Regions from separate parts of the Mus musculus genome. Here region 2 is linked to region 1. Evidence: chromatin contacts called from public Hi-C data. All regions are on one chromosome and are shown on one strand. Each heading gives the region's core, a stretch centred on a gene start, on an enhancer-like site or on the middle of the called end of the contact. The rest is flanking DNA. Distances are from core to core; before and after follow the strand shown. Region 1 overlaps Cntn3 (contactin 3). Region 2 has its middle 93 kb from the start of Cntn3.

Region 1 (5,322 bases), core at 1,817-4,316:
TGCTTTATATTTGTCCCTGCACTGCTTGTAGGCAGGACAAATTTTTGGCTTGAAGTTTATGCATTAATTTTCACTTTTAGTGTCTCAGAAAGAATATGGAAGTACAATATTTAGAATATTTGAAGAGGAAGTTATAAAAATTAGAAGACTCTACACAAAGTTGCACCATTCATTGTTTTTAAAGGTACAGGACTGTGTATGCAATATTTTGAAAATGAATTCTGCAGTCTGTCATCCAGCTAGGTAACCATTTCCTAAAAAATTCTAAGTATGGACTACAAAAGTTTGTGAACAAAGACTGTCTTCTTTCTGGAGAACAGCTACATCTATGTTTCTGTCTTGGGTTATATTCTTGTCCAAGTAAAAGCTCAAGAAGGTAAAGATGGTTCCCCCCCACTCCAGCATTTCTAGAACAGATTTTTAGAGAAAAAAAAAGTGTTCATATTTTTTCTATTAAACCTCTCACTATTAACAAGAACACACCGTGAAAATTGCTGCTAACTGGGACCAAGTGATCTCTTTGGATAGCACAGGATGATGAAATAGTAAAAGCACTGAAGGAAACAGAGAGCTGCAGAGAACAGACTTTGTTGGTACCTTACTGCCTATACTTAATGCATCAACCTGCTGGCCAGAGCCCTGTTGCAAAGGAAGTGCAGAACAAGGTGATAACTGTGTAAAATGACAGGGGACTGGTGCTGCAAAGGACACATGGAAACAGACATTCTAAGAGAATCTTATAAAAGTCACAAGGTGGGCCTTAAAGTGGACAATATCTGCAAGCATCACAATGGTACTAGAGACCCTGAATATGTTAGAAATAAAAGAGAGCGCATTTTGTGTCCCTTTGCCTGACAGTTTCTCTGTGTCTCTGTCTGTCTCTGTGTCTATGTTTTTCTATGTCTCTGTTTTTCTCTCCATGTGTGGGAAAACTTTTCAGTGCTGGGGGCTGAACCCTAAGCCCCTCGCATGGTATGTGATCATTCTACCACAGACCTATATTCCCTGATTTCTTTTCAAGTTTTCAGTTTAATGAAGTGAATAACGGAGATGACCAGGCTGATCTTGAGCTCCTCTGTGTATCCTGGGCTATATTTCAACTCACAGCCTTCTTGAATCAGCCTGGCAGGAAGCTGGTTACAAGTCTGGATGGTAGGAAATTTCACAACTTTCTAGACTGACAGAAAATTTCCCACAAGGCAAAACAAGCCATTTGCTCACAGTTATATTAGATACATGTCTGCTTAATTATTATTTGTAATATATATGTATGTATATATTACAATATATTGTAAAACAATACATATTTTATAAAATTACATAAATAATATCTAAATATATAGATAATATCACATATAATATATGATGAATTTATTTATTACTTGCCTTAAACATGTCATTTAATTTTTCAACTCATCATTCTCTGGATAAAATCCACAGCAAACTTCACAGTACCAGTGTTGATGCCTAATAAATCCCCAGTCTTTACAATCTCACAACTTTGTTGTGTTTATCTGACCGATTTAGCCTCACTTTGGGGACATAAAACATTTCCTAAAGAAGAGCAATGATGTAAATTATGCCAGAAGGGGAGATGCTTAATTAGTTCTGAGCAGTATGGAAAGCAAATCTGGAAAGCTCCAGAATGGTTGAGACGCTCGTGTCTGATAGTTCAGGCCTCCAGGATCCTATAATGAGCTACATTAATTAGCCTTGTTGGGAATTATTTTATGTACTTCCAAACTTAATAAAGTAATATTTTCGAGACAACAAACCATAAACTTAGATGTCTCTGAGGCTGTGTTCCTTAATAACATTTAGTGAATGGGGTTTATACCGTTTTTTAAAAAGTTGGAATTAATTAAATACCCTTGAAAGAGAGACGACTAAGCACAGTGCACAGGCTAGAGACACCTTCAAACCATGTTTTTCTTGATCCAATTATTTTGAAAAGTTTTGACCAACTGACCAATATATAGCTTCTGCATTTTCTTGTAACCTTTAAGAATGTAGTTTATTCATTTATGTCACTTGCATAAACATATGGGTGATTCTCACGAAAGTCTACTTCATGGCTAGAAGTAGATTTTCAGTGGGTTATGAGTTGTTACATAGGGACTGAACTTGGATCCTGTACAGAAAACAGCAAGTGTTCTTAATCTCTGTGACATATTTCTAGCTCTAAGATGTACTTTCTTCAAGGCAATATTCAGCTGGATGTGCCTACTCAAACCGCAGCTATTTTGAGTTCATTAAAGGGCCACTAATAGACAAAACATAACTACCATTTCCCATGTTTAATGAATGCAAATAAGGTTGGCAGTGTGTTTCAGTTGGTGGAGAGCCTGCCTAACATTCACAAACTCCAAAGTTTAATATTCCATATGGCAAAAGCCTAATATGTTGTGTACAGTGAAAATCCTAGGACTCAGAAACTGATAATAGGGGACTGAGAAATTTAAAGTTATTGATAATCAGAATATATTGTAGACAAAAATACTCTTTTTTCCTATTATATTTCTTATGAATTGGCATAGAAACAGAGTAAAAAATTCCTGATTAAATTGCACCCATGATTCACTTCATTTTTCCCTTTTTCTCTTTTGCTTATTTATTTCTTTCTTTACTTACTTACTCATTTAATGTTCATGAGTACACTGTGGCTTTCTTCAGACACACCAGAAGAGGGCAACAGATCCCATTACAGATGGTTGTGAGCCACATGTGGTTGCTGGAAATTGAACTCAGGACCTCTGGGAGAGCAGTCAGTCTGCTTAACCTCTCAGCCATCTCTCTAGCTCCTGATTTCTTATTTTTAAAACTCATTATCATTTCAAATTTTAATGAGGAAAGGGCCTTTTAAAATATAAACAGATGAAAATCAGTTTTGAAACTCCATCTCTTAAAGATTCCTCCAGTTTTTATTTTAGGTAGAGTCTATCTCTTTAGATGCAAGGAACACAGATAAAACCAGACACAATTCCAAGCTATTTCCAAGCAAGTGCCAATTTGGTGCCTTTGACGATGAGAGCTTATGTAACTGCCAAGAAATGAGCTAAGTTTCTGTGAGCATACACAGATGTAGTTCATGACTGGATACCTAGCTTCTGCTTGTCTCCTGGGTACATGGTGGTATGCTGGGGAAATCTCACCTACATTGCTCGGCATAGAAGCAGCTTGGCTCTCCAGTTCAGCTGAGGCTAATGAAGAAAATATTCTGCTGAGCTGAGAAGTACCTGGCTTTCAAAGAAATGAATATCAGTGCTCTAAGTGAAGTAATGCACTTTGCTATCTAAGTATAAAATGCCTACTAAAATTCACTCATTGAAACATTTCTACTCCTGTACATTCCTCAAATCAACTTAAAGACAAACTGTCCCTAGTGTGCCATAAAGGGTACCTGGATCAAAATTCCCCAATCACAAGTCAATACGGCAGATTTCTCAGAAAAGATACTGCAGGTATGACCTGGGCTCTGGGCCTGCAGAGAATACCTCCTTTGCGCATGTCTTCCATACAGCTTTAGGAGGCAGCTGCTGAAATTCTCAGAACATTGTGCTTAATACACAGGATAGGAACTGTGTATCCATAACCCCCCAGAGCACGTATTTGTGTAAGGACTGTCTACTTAAAAGCAGCAGTAGCTGGATCTTTGCACTGGCAATTCAGCTCTACTTCCTCAGAGGGAGACAACATCAGCAAATGTGCTCAATAACCTCAACTCCTTAGCTCCTCGTTAGGGAGCTATATCGATAAAGCTGGCACATAGGTGAAGTTCAAATGAGGCCTACTTAAAAGTCTCCCTTCTCCTTTTCCCTGATTCCCCTTCTTGAAACAATCTGTCCAGGTGAAGGGATGCAAACTAAAGAAGGGAGGCCAAGGTCAGAGACACTGGCTTTGAATGGCTCTGAGCCAGATGTACAATTCAATTTAAGCTAATGCATTTTCAGGTCTCCTTATTCACCCAGGTTCCCTAGACTTGATTAGAACAGGAAGTTTAAGCCAACCAAAAGATTCAGTGCGTAGAAATACCAGGCACCAAGTCTACTAGCTAGAATTTGATTTGACAATCTGAGTTCAATTATCAAAGGAAGTCAAATCTCTAAGGACACACAAAATAGAAATAAATCAACTCCAAAATGTTGTCCATCTCTTGACTTGTGCTATGGCATGAATCTCTCTCTCTCTCTCTCTCTCTCTCTCTCTCTCTCTCTCTCTCTCTCCCTCCCTCCCTTTCTCCCTTCTTCCCTTTGTTCCTCCCTCCTCCCCCCTCTTTATTTTTCTTTTTCTGTCTCTTACAAACACTCACACACACAAGCACATACACACACACACACACACACACACACACACAAACACACACAGAGAGAGAGAGAGAGAGAGAGAGAGAGAGAGAATAAGGGAGAGAGAGAGAGAAAGAGAGAGAAACTAATTAAGATAAACAAAACTCAGTGTATATAATTACAAAGTAACCATTGTTTTATCTCTTCTCTTTGCTAGTATAAGAATCTAATTGTTAGCTCTGACATGGTGATAGTATAGTGTTTCTCCTCAATTCTAGGGTACAATGTAAAGATACAAAGCTTTATCACCCTTGAGACATACTAACTTAACAACCTATTTTTTTCTATATTTTTTAAAGGGAGTAATCAGCACTCAGAGATCCAAGCCTTAAAATAAATTCTTATTGAAATGCTATTTTTCTAGCAATGAATTCAAACTCCCAATTTTCCCGGTGTAATTTTGTATGGTCTTTAGGCTTAGTCTGACTTGTTTCGGTGGGTGAAAAAAGGAGAATAAGAAGAATTCAGCTCATAATGTTGTTCCACCTATAAGGTTGCAGATCCCTTTAGCTCCTTGGGTACTTTCTCTAGCTCCTCCATTGGGGGCCCTGTGATCCATCCAATAGCTGACTGTGAGCATCCACTTCTGTGTTTGCTAGGTCCCGGCATAGTCTCACAAGAGACAGCTCTATCTGGGTCCTTTCAGCAAAATCTTGCTAGCATATGCAATGATGTCAGCGTTTGGAAGCTGATTATGGGATGGATCCCTGGATATGGCAGTCTCTAGATGGTCCATCCTTTCGTCACAGCTCCAAACTTTGTCTCTGTAACTCCTTCCATGGGTGTTTTGTTCCCAATTCTAAGAAGGGGCAAAGTGTCTACTCTTTGGTCTTCGTTCTTCTTGAGTTTCCTGTGTTTTGCAAATTGTAACTAATATCTTGGGCATTCTAAGTTTCTGGGCTAATATCCACTTATCAGTGAGTACATATCAGCTGTCTCTTGTGAGACTATGTCAGGGCCTAGCAAACACATAAGTGGA
Region 2 (5,322 bases), core at 1,565-4,064, 230 kb after region 1:
CATTACTATATGTGTAATTTCACATCAACATGCTGTCGATAAATAGACACCTTTTTTCAGAAAATTTAAAATTATAAAAAAATCTTTTAAGGAAGGAGCATTTATGTTAAATTATGTGTGCTATGTGTGTTACTGTTGCCTAAAATACCTCTCAAAACTTGGTAGTTTAAATAAACACATTTTCTGATGATTCTAGATGCAAACTGCGCTTGGTAAAGCACTGATTGCTGGCTGTGCCCTAACTGAGGCTGCACAGTCCCCTGACAGCTCAGCTGGGGTAGGCCGCCTCCCTCTACCAGGTTCTGACTATTTATTCTCTGTTGGCAGACTACCAAAGGACTATCAAGGCTACTTACAAAGGTGACTCAGAGTAGGAAGTTACTGTAAACACCAACTACCTAGTCTCTTAGGACCTGAAGGTGAGGATTTCCCAAGGGGCCACTCTGGCATGGAGGAAGGAGCACTGACTGCATCATGCCAAGAGCAGACGATGCTCTCCCTGCCCTATCCTTGTAGGCACTCTGCCACCAAGCTGCTGCACTTCATTGTTTACTGAACACATGCTTCCCTGAAGATGGAAATTAAAAATTGTCTTTCCATTCCTCTGTACCATGAAGGCTGTACAAACAAACATGGGCAATATGTTCAATAGGAGCCAACTCAAAGAACTAATCCTCTAGGGGGGTCAGTACAGAAGGTGTGATTTAAAATTTGACCCTAAAGAAAGAAAAGCTAAAAATGGAAAGGAAGGGGAGAGTTAGCTGGAGGGGAGGAAAAATAATTAAGAAGTAGAAATTGACTCACTTTAAACACCATGGGGTTGTTTGAATCCCGAAATGATCCAGTATGTCACCTCAACATTCGACATGAATTTCTTCTGTCTGGACAGTTTAAAATGTCTGTACCTCTTGCCTTAGAAATGTTATGATTTGGAATTAACATCAGCTCACTCTTATCTCTAGCCTGCGCATTGTTTGTGTACCCATGTATATGCCTAAGTATGTGTGTGAACTGGAGTGGCAGACATCTGAAGATCAACACTGGGTAGAAAGAAAAAAAAAAAAAAAAAAAAAAACAAGAACACTATCGTGTTATAAGATTTGAAGAATAAAAAGTCAAGATTCAGGAGACAGACCTCAAGTATAATTTCTACAAAAAGAACAAAAGATATTATTCAAGGATCTCACAGCAACAATCATGATGCTGTTCAATTAAAAGGAGCCAAGTCTCACATTCCAAAAATTTCCATCAGATGCAAATATGCATGCTACTGTGAGCATCTTCACACCATATGTGATGGGTTTCATCACACACACACACACACACACACACACACACACACACACACACAATCCTCATATATTGAGCATTCTGTCATTTTCAAATCCAATAATGCTACTAAACACTATCAAAATGACTGAGCATAAGAAAACGCTGCTAAATATCCAAGCAATAGTCCAATAAAGTAACACTAAATATGAATATGGTTCTCTTCACATGGCGAAAGCGAACGTTTTTATTTAATGGAATGGGAAAGAGAATCTTTGGTGTTCAAGTTTTAAAGTCATGCAGCTATACAAAAAGCTTTCACTTAGCTGTACTTAAAAGAAAAAAAGAACCCTAGCAAGTATTCACGGAGAGGTGCAGAGAAAAATGACTTAAACTGTCTAATACATACAAATGTAAGTGTTTCTATAGGTAGAGGGGATAAGGAGGGAAAAGGGAAGGAAGTGTTGTCAGGCACACCCCACTCTGGAACAAATAGGCCTTATCTGTATTCTACAGCTCTCGAATATTCACCAGAATTAGGGCTGATGTCTGGTAATCAGCCACTCTCTGCTGCTTTACATTCAGGGATGGGGCCAGGCCAAGTGAGCAACATACATCAGATCAGATCACTAGCTATATTGTTCGGGTTGATTTTAATTGCCTGAAAAGTGTCATTACCATCTTCTGCAATGTGCTAAGTTATTTTAGAGAGTGCCTATTTCCATGTAAGAAATAAAATTGGACTGTTCCTGTAAGAACATGCAGAGGAAGATTCAGTTTGACTGTAGCTTTGGTGGCATGAAAAACCGACCCAGATCTGATCATATAAACAAATGTTTGTTACCTGTAGAATTTGCAAATGTATTTTGGGAAATCAACCCAGATTCTCTCTCTGATGACCGGAGAGAACCACCCAAATGTCATGTCTAGTTTGAAAAAATTCTTGCAGGTTTTATTTCCACGGTTACTCTTACATCCAGCAGCTTCAAGGTGAGAGAATTCATGAAATTTAAGAACCAGAAATATTTCTACAGAAAAGATATATGGAAATAGATTACTCCAAACCTAGAAGACATTTGCAAAAATATATAACAGTGACTGCTAACATGAAAATGCTATCTCTTGAGATATTTGTTCTTTAAATCAAAATCCTAGATATGAGCACCAATGCAGGAGACAGAATGCTATTCATACTCTCATGGGGCCCAGGTTTTTAAAATGGTGAAAACTGAATATTGCCTATATTCTGGTTAACAGCAATCATGTGAATAAGTTTAGAAATAGAATCAACTCCTATTTTGATATATGCTACTTTCCTCTTACAATTCTTTCTTTCTTTATTTTTAGTTGAAAAACAGATTAAGGAGGCTCGCGTGAGAAGCTTCAGAAAGTCTTCTAGGGACTGAAAAAAAAATCTCTGTTAGCTCAGCAGGGCAAGAACACGCTTCTGCAGGGAGACAACAAGGGCTGGAGAAACAGAGCAGTGGGCAGAGTGTTAAGATACTCAGCAGTGACATAAAAGCCAGCCAGAGAGGCACATATGCACAAACCCAGCACTGTGTTAGTCAAAGACAGGAGGATCCTGGGAGCTTGCTGGCCAGCAGGTCTACCCTAATCTGTGAGATACAGGTTCAGTGAGACACCACCTGTCAAAAATGTCCTTGATATTGAAGCTACCTGTAAGGGAAGCAATTGAGAAAGACATCTGACACTCATTTCTTATGCACACGCGTACACACAAACACACACACACACACACACATGCAGGAATAAGCAACAAGAGAATGTTAGCATTTCTTTTTTTTCAATTTTTTATTAGATATTTTCTTCATTTACATTTCAAATGCCATCCCGAAAGTCCCTTATACCCTCCCCCCCCCTCCAGCCGCCCTGCTCCCCTACCCACCCCCTCCCACCTCTTGGCCCTGGCATTCCCCTGTACTGGGGCATATAAAGTTTGCAAGACCAAGGGCCATTTCTGCAGGATGTGGGGCTGCCAGTGAACGTATGGGTACTGAAGCAATGATACCCACAAAGCCTCCCTCTCCTTGTTCCTAAATATCTGTTTACTGCTTAGCAGGACATGCTTTTGATTTGTTGTGACTCAGTCATTTACTTGTTTATTGCAGATGTTCATATTTTATGAAAATAAAATGAATTTTGAGACTCTTGAATTGCTTCAATCCACTAAAATCAGATCATTATTATATGAAGAGCAACATTCAGGACATAGAACCTTTAGCTTATTATTACTTTAAAGAAAAAAATTCTATTTATTATAGGATTTTCTTTTCTTTCTTCTTTTCCTTTTTTAGGATTTTGGGTTTTATTTATTTATTTATTTATTTATTTATTTATTTATTTGAGAGAGGGATTTTCTGTGTACCTCTGGCTGTCTTAGAACTCACTCTGTAGACCAGGATGTTCTGGAACTCAGAGACTCAAAGATCCACCTGTCTCTGCCTCCTAAGTGTTGAGATTAAAGACCTGCACCACCACCACCAGATTGTAAAGGGATTTTTCTAAATTCTAATCATATATATCATTTGCTATCAACTTATGACCTATCACTCAAAAATTCATAAGTAAAAATATCTTACAAGTATACATCTAAATGACTGCAAGCAGCCCCATATAACTGAGCAGAACTCAATAAAAAAAAAGGTAGACTTTAATTAAATTGATATTTAACAAATTCTTAATATGGATGTATTGTTCCAGAATATTAGAAAAGGCAGATATTAAACAATTTTACAGTACTAAATTATAGTCCATCCTCCCTAAAACTAAGTACTTTTTAAGAACGGCTGAATATAGAAGTCTCAGTGGTTTTACAGGGTATGAGGACCAAATGGCTCAACATCACCCTGCTAAATGGCAGGGCTAGAAGTAAAGGCTTCTCTGCAGAGGCCAAGCCAATCTGAGTTGAAATAGGTGATTGCAGCAGACTGGAAGTCCTACACGTTTTAGAGTTCTACATGGTTTAGACACACAAACGGAACAGGAGAAGACTTAAATTCTAAGAAAAGTTTAAGAGGTCCCCTTGCAACCAGAAAGCTATGTGCAGGGTAGAATTAGCATAAAGAAGTCATAAGATGATAGGCTGTGTCAACAACATTTTCCTTTTTCATCTCAGCAGGGAGGTATCCAGTGACCCGAAGACTTGAATTCATGGCTTAATACAACTTCTAGGATCGGACAAACCAGGAGCAAGACAAAGTGTGGAGATTACTTCTTAACCAGGTTTATTTTTTGTGCCAGGTACAGAGGTAGAAGTGTTTAGATATTCAGCTAACATAAACTGACATAGGTATACAGAGTGGTGTGTTTCCATTCTATTGAAAGCTACAAGAACAAAGGTAGCAGACAGTTCAACAGCATATTGAGGACACCTGGGTAGATGATGCTGACAGAGACACTGAGAGAAGGAATCACCAAAGTCAAACTGAAAATGAATTCTACTTATTCATGATGACTTTGAAAGAGCAGATATCCCAGAGACCTAAGATATGGTGCCAGTGAGACAGGAAGAACACAACACAAATCAACAGCAGACTTCTGCTGAATGAGAACCACCTGGTAAAGATCATTGGTCACAGGGATGCTAGGAGCAAACAATGCAAACTCACCCTCCAAAATCTCAGTGCTCATGGGTTTCTCGAGCACCAATTTGAATCACATACTATAAAAGGCTGCACACAGGACACAAACAGTGCCTACTTACAAAACGCTCACTGGGAATCAGGCAGTGAAATGGACAGTTCCACGTGATGAGAAGGGCTATGAGGAAAATGAACATACAGAATCTAGAGAGGACTCCTATTATGCATTAGATACACAACAAAAAAGCCCTCTATGAGTCTGTAGAGTCAAAACCATGGGCTAAGGGCTGATCAGCAATCAAAACTCCATGGGCCTATGTCTGAGTATGAGTATTTGTTTATGAATGAGCACTTCACGGCCATTCCAAAGCTGGGAAAGCTTTGAAGAAAAGTGAGCAAGTCAAAGTCACTCAGGATGCGCTTGCTCCCAAAGCATGGTATAAGTGCTTAA

What was found. A called contact is a pair of places that touch in the nucleus more often than the background predicts.
Region 2: a contact with region 1 is called in a Hi-C map of cortical neurons, with 1.8 times the contacts expected there. The contact joins two enhancer-like sites. A contact is called at or near these places in 5 of 484 Hi-C or Micro-C datasets (cerebral cortex, cortical neurons, forebrain and 1 more) and 1 of 115 datasets of contacts at active chromatin or transcription factors (neural progenitor cells).

The regions. Positions count from the first base shown.
Region 1 is chr6:102,323,860-102,329,181 of GRCm38.p6, forward strand. The region is part of intron 4 of Cntn3 (contactin 3); the gene reads right to left. All of the region lies in intron 4 of 4930587E11Rik (RIKEN cDNA 4930587E11 gene), which reads left to right. Among named protein-coding and RNA genes, the nearest start is that of Gm38870, 28 kb to the right of the region's middle. Within about 2 kb of position 3,067, at least 5 of the 459 cell types and tissues checked have an H3K27ac peak or open chromatin away from gene starts, as enhancers often do. A contact at or near this core is called in cortical neurons, where this site is marked.
Region 2 is chr6:102,554,952-102,560,273 of GRCm38.p6, forward strand. It overlaps a transcript of Cntn3 not described here. Among named protein-coding and RNA genes, the nearest start is that of Cntn3, 93 kb to the left of the region's middle. Within about 2 kb of position 2,815, at least 18 of the 459 cell types and tissues checked have an H3K27ac peak or open chromatin away from gene starts, as enhancers often do. A contact at or near this core is called in cortical neurons, where this site is marked.